Regions from separate parts of the Mus musculus genome. Here all the other regions are linked to region 2. Evidence: chromatin contacts called from public HiChIP or PLAC-seq data. All regions are on one chromosome and are shown on one strand. Each heading gives the region's core, a stretch centred on a gene start, on an enhancer-like site or on the middle of the called end of the contact. The rest is flanking DNA. Distances are from core to core; before and after follow the strand shown. Region 1 overlaps Basp1 (brain abundant, membrane attached signal protein 1). Region 2 has its middle 22 kb from the start of 4930445E18Rik. Region 3 overlaps Basp1 (brain abundant, membrane attached signal protein 1).

Region 1 (4,083 bases), core at 1,061-3,560, 130 kb before region 2:
TTAGATTTGGAGAATTCAGCAAGAAAAGCCACTCTGGATCACAAAGGGTCACAAGACATAATTGGTGTAGATCTGACCTCTTCGAAAGCCCATGGGATGGGCTCAGTCTGTTGGTACTAAAGCTGATCCTTCACCCCGGTTTGGATATGGGAAGGTTTTTCTGTTCCTACTCTCTGCTGTCATTGGGTTAGAAGAATGTGGTATACACTTAAGCATTTGAGACATTAAATAATACATATATATATAATTGTATATATTCTATATATTGTATATATATAATTGTATGTAGTCTATATATTGTATATATATGTATGTATATATATATATAAAATATATATATATATACATATATATATGTGTGTGTGTTGCTAAAATTTGCAAGCTTTATTTTTTTAATGAATTCCTTTTTAGTATTAAAAGGTGAATAGCATTTGTAACAGAGGCTCACGTGTTTTCAAAATCCTCCCTGGAAACCTATAATGAAGACATGGTCTGTACTCATTTAATTTCAAGCTGAGAAAATGCAAACAACAGTAAAATATAATGGAAGTCATTTTTATTTGTTGATGGAGCTGGGAGACAGGACTTATCTTTTTTTTTTTTCCGGAACGTACAGGCAAGCATGCAGACCTGTAATTACAGAGCAATAAGTATCAGCCAATAGATTCACTGGATCCCACCCTTAGAATAGGCATGAAGTCAGCTTCTGTCAGTCATTGGTTTAGCCCTTCCTCTTTCGTTACTGCCTATCTGTAGATCTTAAGCACGTGAGGTAGTCCAAGTTCAATTATCTATTATTGAAAGAGTTTAGCCTAAAGAGCACTTTCCGACAATGTGCGAGGAATTCTGGATTGTTTTAATTCAATTCCAAGGTCTTAATCATGAGAAACAAAAGACACTTAAGTATCTTAAGTTTCTATCAAAACCCAAGCCTTTGGGAGATTAGATATAGAAGGAAAAGCCTTCCGAGAGGAGCTGATGTCAACACACAGTAAGAGTGTGCTTTGTGTATGGGCAGTGGATGCTTGAGGCTGTCAGGAGTGTCCTTAAATGTCCCTTCTTCCCTGAGAGGGTGCCCCCCACCCCCGCCCGGGTATCCCCTTGGTCTCAGTGGGAGAGGATGCGCCTAATTCTGTGGAGACTTGATGTGCCAACCTTCAAAATTTTAAGGAAAGCTCCCAGTAGTTTGGAAGGTCTCGCAAGTCTTTCTTCTTAGAAGAGTTGTTACTGTATCTAGGAAATGGATGGCATTTGTTCTTTGTTCTAGACAAAGGTTTACTGGCTGGGGTGAGTCAGAGCCTGTGGCAAGGACTCTGACCTGTTAGGATGGAGGGCATCTATACAAGGAACACATTTTATTTGGATAAACTCTGACTTGAACACTTCACTGTAAGTTTCAAGACTAGTGTTGACATCAGATTATTTCCCCATAAATGTTCTCCATAAGAAGTGTACTTCTGTGTCTAGACAGATGTGGGTACGATTTCTGCCCTAAAGTGGAGGTTTCATTAGACTTCTAAATAGTTTCAGATTATACTCTTAGCTACAGGATTTTTTTTTTTTTAAGTTTCTCATCAAACTTGTAAGATGTTAGCAAGCCAGCTCTCACTGCGGTAGTCCAGCCTTCACCTTATGCTCTGCCATTTTTTGTTTTGTTTTGTTTTGTTTTTTTATTTCCTGTCACTTCGTCTGGATGATTGATGGACTTGCAGGGAAACTCCTGAAGGTGAAACCCTATCTTCCCGAGTTTTGCTTCCCTAGAACTTCAATAGTGCATGGCCCAGTGTAGTTGTTGGATGTGAACTGACACATTCACCTTTGAGACAATTTTGTTTTCTTGTCTGAAGAAAAGGAAAACCAATTTATTATTATTTTTTTATTTATACTGGTGGGGCACGGACAGGTGTTTGTTTCCAGACTGATAAGTGGAAATTAGGGCTAAATAGTCACATGGCTAGTATGTCCTGAGAGCACGTCTTAAAAGCTAAGCTTTTATGTCATTATGGGCTAAACAAACAACAAACAAGAAAAGAGAAGCAGGTTAGCAATAGGAATGAAAGATTCATCTAATGACTCTCATATTTGAGACTCTCTGATAGTTCAAATGTAGTGAGTACAACCTCATCCTTTTTCTTACTAGGCCATCTTGATTGAAATAAACCACAGTTCTTTGTCTCAAGAGAATCTGCTTGTGCTACTGTGTAATTCTTCTGGAATTTAAAAAAGCTGGAATGTTTCAGTATACCTTGCATCCTCCCTAATGGGATCTTCCAGCCCACAGTGTGGTCATCCACCAAGAATTCCTTGTGGAGATGGAATGAGGAAAACTGATGAACGCGTCTAGCTTGGGCAGAGAACTCCCTCTGAGGTCACTGGGATACTTTTCTGAACCAAGGCACAGACTGAGGGTCTGTTCTTAGCAAGGATGATTTAGAGATTTCCACTCTTAGAAGGGAGGCTGCCCAAGTTTACAGCTGGAGACTCTAGACATGAGGGCCTGTGGCCTGGTTCTTCTGTGTGACTGTCTCCTGACAGGGAATGTTTATAGTTTAGTGTCCCTAAGCCATATTGAGACAGAAAACACATGGGCGTTCCTTAACTCTGGAGATTTCTCCCTTGAGTATTCTTCTATGAGTGATCTAATGGCCTGTCAGTTGGCAGCCCCCATGACACCTCACGTGTGTTTCGACTCAAGGCGGTTTTTTTTTTTTTTTTTTTTTTTTTTTTTGCGAACAATGCCTGCCCATTGTCTTGGCGCCTTTTTGGGGGTGTGAGGGTAGGGAGTAGTCTATCTTAGTTGTTTTCCTTTTTCAGAGTGGCACCGAGTTTTCTTTAAATCTCACAGTCCCTTGGTTCTCCCCACTGTCGCCAAGCTCTCCTGCAGGTAAAAGTGGTCTCTGTTTCTACCCCAGCTCATCTTTATGGCTGGCTCTCTTGAGTTTTTATTTCATCAAAATAAAACTTCAAAGAATCGGAAGACCCTCGGGCCTCCCTCCCTCTCTCTTTCAACTAACACCTACCGATGTTTATCTTGGCAATAATTGGATGCCTATTTGATGAAACCTGTAGTTAAGTGTGTTAATAGGGACTCAGCTCAGCTTTAGGACAAGGCTTTTAATAGTCTGTTTTGAAACTTACACTCAGAAGCCCCATGGAACCCAGGAGAGCTGGCTGTTTATCAAAAATGTTTGTCTGGCCCCCAAGTCCCTTCAGTGGAATATCAAAAGTTTTGCTAGAGTTGGTTGCAATCTGAGATCAAGACTTTCTTCCCCCTCGTTCCTGCCATCTATTCTAGGGTGTCCTCCTCCTCCTCAGCACTGTGACCTGGACGTAATTTCTGATAAATATGTAAGGTGTGTAACTGCTACAGTGTGACTCCTTGTGAATTATGTTTAATTACTGATAGGACTTCATGAGTTTTCATAGACGGTGCAGAATTCTTTCCATGCCTACTTTCTGTTTAACCTTGCTTATCTCCAGCAATGCTGCCTTGTCTTTCCAAATAGGGACTTCCCAGCTCAATAATGAATGTGTAAGGCAGAAGAAAATTGGTCGAGCACTCATTCTAAGCCCCGTAAGGCTACTTAGCTTTCTTCACCTGGCAGGATGTATGACTGAAGAGTAAGTCCACAAAACTCTTCCTTATCTGAATAGTCAATCAACACATGTCTAAATATTACCTACCACCTCCAGCACTTTCTGAATGAAGGTATGGCATAGGAGGAAAGTCCTCTCATTTACTGTAGGAAATAGTTTGTAAGGTCAACAAATTGAGGGCATGTTTAAAGTATTTATGTATGTATGTATTTTATTTTATTTTATTTTATTTTATTTGTTTGTTTGTTTGTTTGTTTATTTAGAGACAGTGTCTCACTCTGTAGCCCTAGCTAGCCTGGAAGTCATTATGTAGACCAGCCTACCTTGGAACTCACCGAAATCCTCCTGCCTCTGCCTCCAGAGTAGTGGGAATTAAAGGTGTACACTTCATGCTCTGAAATGGTCACTATTAGTCCAGGCAGCAAAGGCTCTGGGTCTCATGGTAGTCATGGATCCCGTGCTCAGTACGTGCTGCAAAAATGACTT
Region 2 (4,091 bases), core at 1,530-4,029:
AGAAACCAGCAAAGCAGGTTTGAAGTTAGTTTGAGCAACCAACTTTTGTGGCCCGAAGTCCCCTTTAGCAGAGGGCTTGTTTGTTTATGGGCTACAGAAGGAATCTGCAGTTTCTCGTTTACAGTGAGTCGTTCGCCTCCCGACAGTTTTACTAAGTCATTTAGAACATCCCACAGTGTGGATTACATAGGATTGAGTCCTATTTTGAAGTATAGTACAGGGCTGGAGAGGTGGCTCAGCGGTGGTTAAGAGCACTGACTACTCTTCCCGAGGTCTTGAGTTCAACTCCCAGCAACAACATAGTGGCTCACAACCACCTGTAATAGCATCTGACGCCCTCTTCTGGTGTGTCTGAAGACAGTGGCAGTATACTCATATAGATTAAAAAAAAAAAAGTGTAGTGCCTCCCCCAGGCTTGACCTTTTACTATTATTTTTTTAACGTATGACACCACTGTGGCCTTAGTCATTGCTGGTTTGGGGAGTCAAACTCTTGACTGGTCTCTAATGATTGAGTCATATCCCTTCACCTTCAGATTTAGTCAGGAGTGACAGAAATTGAGTTTCCCTTTCTGATAAAATGTCATTACTTCCCGGGGTGGAGGGACATGGAGCTGGTCTTTCTTTGCAGTTGAGTGCTTTTGCCATCTGAGTCAAGCCTATGCCATTCCCTTACCTCCGGAGCTGCATCAACTGTGGACCACCGCTGAGCCAGGAGGTGAGGCTGTGGATACAGCTCTATCTGGCTTCTAATGGCCTTTGGTAAGAGCCTCTTAATTCATTGTGGGGCCAGAATATGCTTAGTTTCCCTGAAGAAATTTATTAAGTTTGAGTCTGCAGAGTGAGATAGAAAAACACAGCAACAGCATTTAGTAAAGGAAGAAAAGGGATTTTTGAAAGGTTTTGTTGCTTGCTAGCATTTCTCCAGCAGCGTTCAGCATCTGACACGTGTGTGGTAAGATCCTAGAGAAGTCCAGCTGACTGTGTACGCTTGAGTGTCCCTAGGAAGGTTAATTCAAATGTGATTACAGCCAACTCTCGGCTGGATGGTAGTTTGCATACTTAAGCAGGCAAGTTCAACCTCATCACATCCGTGTATTTTTCACTACACTGGTCCAACACCCTTTTGAAGACTTGAGGTTTTAGTAGGTGAACTGCAGGAAGAAATAGAGAAGGGAGCAGTGCATTGGCCCGAGCACGTATAGTAAGGGGGAGACTTGTGCGCATGACTATTTTACTGAGGGCTACCAGGAAGGAGACTGGATGTAGCTTTCAGGTTCTACGGCACAGATTCTGATGAAGCATGGTTCATGTTCATGCTAGATTTTTTTTCATTTGAAAGCAAACATTCTTAATTGTCCTCAGAAATGCCGATTTTATGTCATTAACAGTGGGGTTTTTTTTTTTTTTTTCTTTTTGAGACAGGGTTTCTCTGTGTAGCTCTGGCTGTCCTGGAACTCACTTTGTAGACCAGGCTGGCCTCGAACTCAGAAATCCACCTGCCCCTGCCTCCCGAGTGCTGGGATTAAAGGCGTGGGTCACCACGCCCGGCAACAGTGTATTTTTAGGGGACATTCTGCAGATGTCCCACTGTGAGACTGAGTAGCACTTAGCACATTAGCTGAATTAAAGCCATATCCTAGTCCTAAACGAGTTTCCAAGCCTTAAGTTGAGAGTACCTGGGAGAAAAACAAAACGAACACCAAAAGAACATAAACCAGGTTGAAAAAAAAGCAATCCCAAATAAAACCGCAGAGCAGGTAAATCCTTGGAGATCTAAACACCTCAAAGTCCAGCAAGCGCCACTTCTCGGGGCAGAAGCAGTGGTACCAGCCAGATCCAGCCCAAGAGCAGAGGCCCCAGGAGATTCCAGAAAGCTGCTCAGAGGAGAGGAAAGAAACAGTATCAAATAAGTCAAAATACAGCAGACACAGCCCAGCTAGTGGAGCCCAGCACCGGAGCACTGACTGAATGTCTGCAAATCACAACGGACGCAGGCTGCTCAAGACTGTCGTGCGATGAGGAGGAGTTGCTGATGTGTCTCTAGGCACACAAAAATTGGAGTGTCGTGCATGTGTAGACGTCTGGGACTCAGCATGTTTTGGCTTACGTTACTTCAGCGTGAGAAGCAGTGTGCAGAATTATGGTTATTAGCCAATAAGAAACATCAGGATTATGCCTGCACATGTTGCTAAATGGAATGGGGAGTTTACAGTACTTGGGATGTCTCAGATAACGTCAAGGCTGAAAGCGTTAAGCCCCGTGGTCTGTGAAAGTCGTATCTGAGCTGATTATTTCTTGGAGTATGGGAAAGTTTAGAGGTTGTGTTAGACCTCACCGTTGAGATGAAAGAGCTGCATTTATTTCATAGAGAAATGAGCCATTGCTTTGGAGTGATCACCTACTGAACAAAAGTATTAAAAATAAATATGACCTTATACAACAGTTCATGCTTACATACAGAACTCCCACAGGTATGCCCCATGTGTATTTACAAACCTTGCCTACACAAACGCAAATACACGCATGTGTGCTTACACACACAGGTACACAAACGAAACTTTCCTGCCTCCTTTTTCTCGTGTGTGTGTGTGTGTGTGTGTGTGTGTGTGTGTGTGTGTGTGGCCTTGCCCTAGCACTCTACCGCTGAGCTACATCATCACCCCGTTCTCTTACCTCACTTATTTATTTATAGGAAAAGCTGTGAAAAGATCTGGCTACTCTTCCTGTTTCGACATCTCTCAGCAGAAAGTCTACCCAGAAGGCGGAAGTAAAAGACAGTTTGTGGAATGGTTTTTTTTTTCCCCCTCAGCTGAAAGCAGACTTTAAGACAGCTATTTTATCTGATCTGTGTCACTGAGTGACTCATCCCCCCCCCCCCCCCCCGCGTGCTGCAAGTCGCCCTTAAGCACGTATTTCTAGGGCTTTCTGTGCTCATGCACTATTGACAAGCAATCCCCTGCTCCGTTCCCACGTTCCCTGAGGTGCTGCTTGAAGTCTGTAGTGAGCTAGTACTTCATTAAGGGATCCTCAGGGGTGGGAGGGCAGAAGTCTGCTATGTCTCCTCACCAGCTGGCAGAGCAGCTGCCTCCCTACCTGCGTTTATACTAATAGTCACTGACAAGGCTTAGTAGGCCAAGGGGTCTGGGTTCTCTGACGCCACAGCTCTGACCTCCACCCCTGAGGGAGAAATTCCAGATACCCAGCAGTTGAGTTTGAAGAGGGAGGAAGGTCAGTTGGAAGGGAAGAAAGCCCTTGCTCAGAGACTGGGTTGAAGTCACCCTGGAGACTCCCGACATCCTTTGTTTGCCTTCACTCTTTGAAAGGACAGGGTTCCAAGGCGCACACATGCCTGGGATGGTCTAAAAGGTGAAGTGACAGGCAAACATTGACACAGTGAACATGTAAAGGAAAAAGGAGTTAGTGCCTAGACTCAGAGGGTATGTTTGGTTTGTTTCCTGACACTTGTTGACTTGCTTGTGTGAGCTTTTACAATCTAACCTTAGGGAGAAAGTCAAAAGTGATTCCCATGGCAGCCCAGTGGGCCTCAGGCAGTAAGGGAGGAGACATTTGGTGAGAAAACAGATAATTCAGTAGGAATTTCTTTGTAGATTTTGCAATAAGTTGTAGAAGAAGAAAGATGAGGTTTTTTTTCTAGTTTATTTCTGAAAGAGTTAAAGTAGATTTTTTTGTTTTTGTTTTTGTTTTTTTGTTTTTTTTTAAGAGCATCTTCTGACTTTGTCTGAGCAAGGGAGAGTTAAGACATGTTAAGAATTGTCCACACTGTCCTGGGCCTTTGGGAGGAAAAAACAAAGGCCTGCCTTCTTGTAACCAAGTAGGACATCGAGAGAGATTGAGAGATTTGGGCCATGACATGCCCTTGGGACCATTTGCACCAAAGTGTTCCTGTGTTCCTGTTGACGGTGAGGAATGGGAGTTTTTCAGGTCCATGAGTCAGGGTCACCTGTTCCAGTGAGTCACAGAGGTCAGAGGTCATGGCTCAAGCAGTAATTGTTGAAGAGGAAGTAGCAGCCAAGTGGTTTTAGAGGCCAGATATGGTAGTTTTTGGAGGGGTTAAGTGGAGACTCAGAC
Region 3 (4,140 bases), core at 79-2,578, 110 kb before region 2:
TGTATGTGGTAGACTGATGAAGAAGAAATAGATTCTTAGGAGCTAGTCCAGGCCATCCAGTTAATCTCCTGTGAAGTCCCTGTGACGCCACCACCTGCCTTTGATTTTACAAGCTCTTCAGTGATTGTGATACATAGCTCAGTCTCAGCATTGTCGGATGCTTCCTGTTGATGAAGTGGTTAGCAAAGCAAGAGAGTTCGAAGGGGATGCTCTGAGTTACACTGAACTCAGGTTAGAATCCATTCCCACTCAGAAAGTGGTACTGGGTGTCTAATATGTGCTGTGCTCGGGCCCAAAGGATCTCCCTTGGGATTTCTTGGGTGAAATCTCACAGGACACTGGAACATTTCTTCCTTGAGTGGTGTCTCATTCGGTAGCTTGAAGACATGAAGAAGGTGAAACTGGAGGAGAATGGGCTCTCTGAGGGAGAAATCCTGGGGCGGCATCGGGAGGACCCCAGTGACCAGGGCACTGATGTTGCTCTGTGTTGTCTTTGCAGTCTCCTAAATGTAGAACTACTATGTACTATTTGCCTAGTGACTTTTAATTCCTTATTTAACATAGGAAATGTTCATTGAGCACTTCTTTGTGTTAAGCAAGACATCAAGGAAAAGCACATTCTTTGTTTAGCTGATTAAGGATGGGTATAAAGGATTCTAGAATGTTCTAGAATGTTCTGGGTTGTTTTTTGTTTTTTGGGTTTTTTTTTGTGACAGTGATTAAAACTAGAAAAGTGGTTTTAAGACTGGACATACTATACTTGTTGATTGGAGAAAAAAAAAGAATACATTAAAATAAAAAAACTAGTGCAAGTTTAGGCAGTCATAAAATGTGTGACTCATCTGTTTATATTTGGGGTTAGGCATAACTGGAAATAAGTTGTAGCTATTCCTAGTGTCTGCGGACCTTCTTTCTTTGTCGGGCAGCTACAAGGAAGAGAAACTATCATGGCTTGAAGCCCATCTCGCCCTGTCTGGTCCACTAATAAACAGCAAAAATACCTCAGCTGCCATCAGTTATTTTCCCCCGTACTTTATTTTGGATTCTCGTTAAGAGTTCTAAATTAGTTGTGGTAATAGACGGGTTATTGCTTTCCCGAGTCTTTGGAAGGGAAATATGGTTCAGAATCGATCTCAGCAGCTACCATTTCCTGAGGTAGTTGGTTGCGGTTCGCTTACCGTATTGACGGGAAAACGCAGGTGATTCATGGAGAATCCTGTGTGAGGATGCTGCTGCCAGTGCTTTTGAAAGGGCCACCTGTTAAGTGCAAATAAATAACAAGGAGAGGCCACGATGGACTCTAAAAGCAAATCCCACTGTGGATGAAAATGCATAATTCATGAGTGCTTGCCGCCTGTGGCAGGATGTATTACCAGGGGCTCTGCACAGTGTCTGCAGCCAGGCAACCTTTGCATTCCAAGAGAAGCCTCACCTGTCAGGTTCATAGCAACAGCACAGTAACCAGCTCAGGCTTTTATGGGTGAAGCCTTGTAGGATCAGTTAGAGGAGGTGCAGTCTGAAAACTGACCTGTCTATTGTGCGCACAGTTACTTAGAGTGGGGAAATCATGACATCATAGTCTGTAGGATGTCTGTATGCTTATTGTTAATGTCACCATGGATCATGGTGACAGTTTGCTGCCAAGGGACTTAGTCATGTTTCATTTACTGGAATGGAAATCTCAAGTGTAGCTTAGCACACTTATTTCTTTTTTTCTACCGCTATGGGAAAGAAGGATTTAGAGAATCTAGTCGGTAAATATCGTTGTATTGATTCTATTCATCTTGGAATTTTATAGCCAGAGTTTCATGTTCCTATGTACAGTGACTTTATAATATTTATCAAGCTCCCATTGAACAGTAACTATCATAGAACAAACACAAAACAAAACCTTTGTTCTACAGACATCAGATATATTTGAATAAATATTGAAAGAAAGCTTTAGGTCATTACTCAGCTCCATTTGACTGCTAAAACTTTCAACACAGTATAACAGAATATAAAGGGACTGAGCAATCAGATGACAAATGACTACAGAGGAAGTTTGTCTAGGCCCGAATCAGGTTTTGTAATAAAGGAGAATAGGGGTTCGAATGAATAAGGCCCTTTTGGTCCTAGTTGAGAATATATAAATCAATCCTTGCTTGGTGCCTCTGTATCTTGGAAGCTCATGAAACCAGGGGGGGATGCCAAGAGTCTGTTTACAGCTACGTAGGCCACTGTGTCACAATAAGACCTCCCCAAGTGTAACGGTCGGTCACTAGGTCAGTTGTACAGACTTTCATCTGGTACATAAATTCTGTGTGGAGTGTGATGGAGCCAAAGAGGATAGACGACTGGCCAAATGGAAACCTGAAACACTGATGGCTTACTACTTACTGTCTTCCAGGTTTTAGACTCATGTGCTTCAAATAAAGCTCCTTCCCCACTCTGAGGAGTGTGTATTTCTAGAATGAATTTTGATTATACTGATTTCCCCAGGTTCCTCTGCGTGCATGCTGGTCTCTCTCTGTCTCTCTATCTCTCTGTCTGTCTCTGTTGACTTATGAGCCAACAGTACTATTCAAAGACCTGATGGAGAAGCCTTTTGCTTGGAATAGTTCATATCTCACCACTCTCATCTGGAAGAGAGCAGTGCTGAGCAGGGAAACAACCCTTAGAGAACTAAGAAGCCTTCTCTTCCTCTTCTGAAGAGCAAGTCTGTTTTAACAAGCTTAGTTTAGACGCACATCTTGACTCTTCTAGAACCTTCTTCCATGAATATCTTTTCATCTTCCCGCTCAAGTTTCTTTGTTCTTTACCTCATCCCACATTCTTGTGCATATTTTCATTCCCTCCAAATTTCTGTTGCAATACAGAAATCAGCCTTGGCAATACTCAGGATTCCTGGAATCACTCTGCCCAGACTCTTGGTGTTGACTGAGGAGAGGTCCTTACAAGCAGCTCAGATATTATTTGGGCCTTCCCAAGAGGCAAGCATTTCCCTTCCAGTAGCAAGGTCATGGAAGAGGCAGGAGACTACAGATCCCTACCCTGGTCAAATTGAATAATCTGTTCTTGTCTTGTTCAAGCTATCTATGCCTTATTTTTCTAAGACACTGTGGCAACCTAGATATTTTTTTCATTGGGCAACTTGTATCTTTCTGGTCCATAGTTTCCCTTTCCTGGGAAAAATCTGTCCTTGGCTATTTCATGAATGGATTTCAAAGGATTTTCTGATAGTTTTCAAGGAGCACTTCCTGTTTGTTCCCAGGGATGCTAACACCTTGCATTTTCTCATGATTTTCCAGTTGAAAGCTTACTTATCCTTCAAGGGTACTTGCCCTATCCCTCCAGGATGCTTTTCCTTTGGTTAAGGAGCTGCACTGGGGAGCCACGTTGTGACTTTACACACCATTAGTTGTTTGCTGGCTGAGGGTGAGTTATTAACCTCCTATAATCCCCAGTTTTCTCATGGGAAGGAGGGGACTAGTAATAATTTCTTCCTTGTAGGATAGTATGTCAATGTACATAGAGATCAACCATTAAAATTATCTTAGGGAGACTAAGTCATGTATGTAAGTAATTTTGATGTTTCTACTTAGTCAATAAACATTCCTTGCTCTTTTGACCTCAATGGTCATCTCATTTTTCACTCTTATGGTGTTTATATGCATTGTCTCCCTAGGCTGTATCCATTCCCTTCTGCTTACTGTTCATCAGGTTTCAGACTCACGTGCTTCAAATAAAGCTCTGCCTCCACTCTTTATTTTATATATTTCTAAATGAATTTTGATCATACTGATTCCCCCAGGTTCCTCTTCATGCTGTTCTCTCTCTCTCTCTCTCTCTCTCTCTCTCTGTCTCTCTCTCTCTGTCTCTGTCTCTGTCTCCGTCTCCGTCTCTCTGTCTCATCCCTAGAGATATACTCTGAGTATGCTTCTGTAGGACTGGCCTGGGATGGGTGAGTTAGAACAGGGAGGTCACTCAAGATCCACTGTTCTTTCTTTGTGCTGGAAAAGCTTTCTGTGTTCTTGTACATTACTGAACTTTTGAAGACAAAATTCATCTTAGTCAACTGTTCAGAAAATTTGGGTCATAGGAGAGTGAGTGTATGCATTTGCATGTGGGGATATACCTTTTGCCTTTTTCTTTCTTCTA

Evidence for each region. HiChIP or PLAC-seq counts read pairs in DNA pulled down with a chosen protein or histone mark.
Region 1: an H3K27ac HiChIP or PLAC-seq map of trophoblast stem cells shows a contact between it and region 2, with 28 read pairs. The contact joins two enhancer-like sites. A contact is called at or near these places in 2 of 39 promoter capture datasets (neutrophils and trophoblast stem cells), 15 of 484 Hi-C or Micro-C datasets (the AML12 cell line, the C2C12 cell line, Th2 cells and 10 more) and 4 of 115 datasets of contacts at active chromatin or transcription factors (bone marrow-derived dendritic cells, fibro-adipogenic progenitors, microglia and 1 more).
Region 3: a contact with region 2 is called in an H3K27ac HiChIP or PLAC-seq map of trophoblast stem cells, with 27 read pairs. The contact joins two enhancer-like sites. A contact is called at or near these places in 6 of 484 Hi-C or Micro-C datasets (Th1 cells, bone marrow-derived dendritic cells, bone marrow-derived macrophages and 3 more) and 4 of 115 datasets of contacts at active chromatin or transcription factors (embryonic stem cells, microglia, pancreatic cancer cells and 1 more).

What each region holds. Positions count from the first base shown.
Region 1 is chr15:25,394,673-25,398,755 of GRCm38.p6, reverse strand. The region is part of intron 1 of Basp1 (brain abundant, membrane attached signal protein 1); the gene reads left to right. Among named protein-coding and RNA genes, the nearest start is that of Basp1, 17 kb to the left of the region's middle. Within about 2 kb of position 2,310, at least 59 of the 459 cell types and tissues checked have an H3K27ac peak or open chromatin away from gene starts, as enhancers often do. A contact at or near this core is called in the AML12 cell line, the C2C12 cell line, pancreatic cancer cells and 1 more, where this site is marked.
Region 2 is chr15:25,268,504-25,272,594 of GRCm38.p6, reverse strand. No RefSeq gene overlaps it. Among named protein-coding and RNA genes, the nearest start is that of 4930445E18Rik, 22 kb to the left of the region's middle. Within about 2 kb of position 2,779, at least 154 of the 459 cell types and tissues checked have an H3K27ac peak or open chromatin away from gene starts, as enhancers often do. A contact at or near this core is called in the AML12 cell line, the C2C12 cell line, microglia and 2 more, where this site is marked.
Region 3 is chr15:25,374,424-25,378,563 of GRCm38.p6, reverse strand. All of the region lies in intron 1 of Basp1 (brain abundant, membrane attached signal protein 1), which reads left to right. Among named protein-coding and RNA genes, the nearest start is that of Basp1, 37 kb to the left of the region's middle. Within about 2 kb of position 1,328, at least 39 of the 459 cell types and tissues checked have an H3K27ac peak or open chromatin away from gene starts, as enhancers often do. A contact at or near this core is called in microglia, pancreatic cancer cells and trophoblast stem cells, where this site is marked.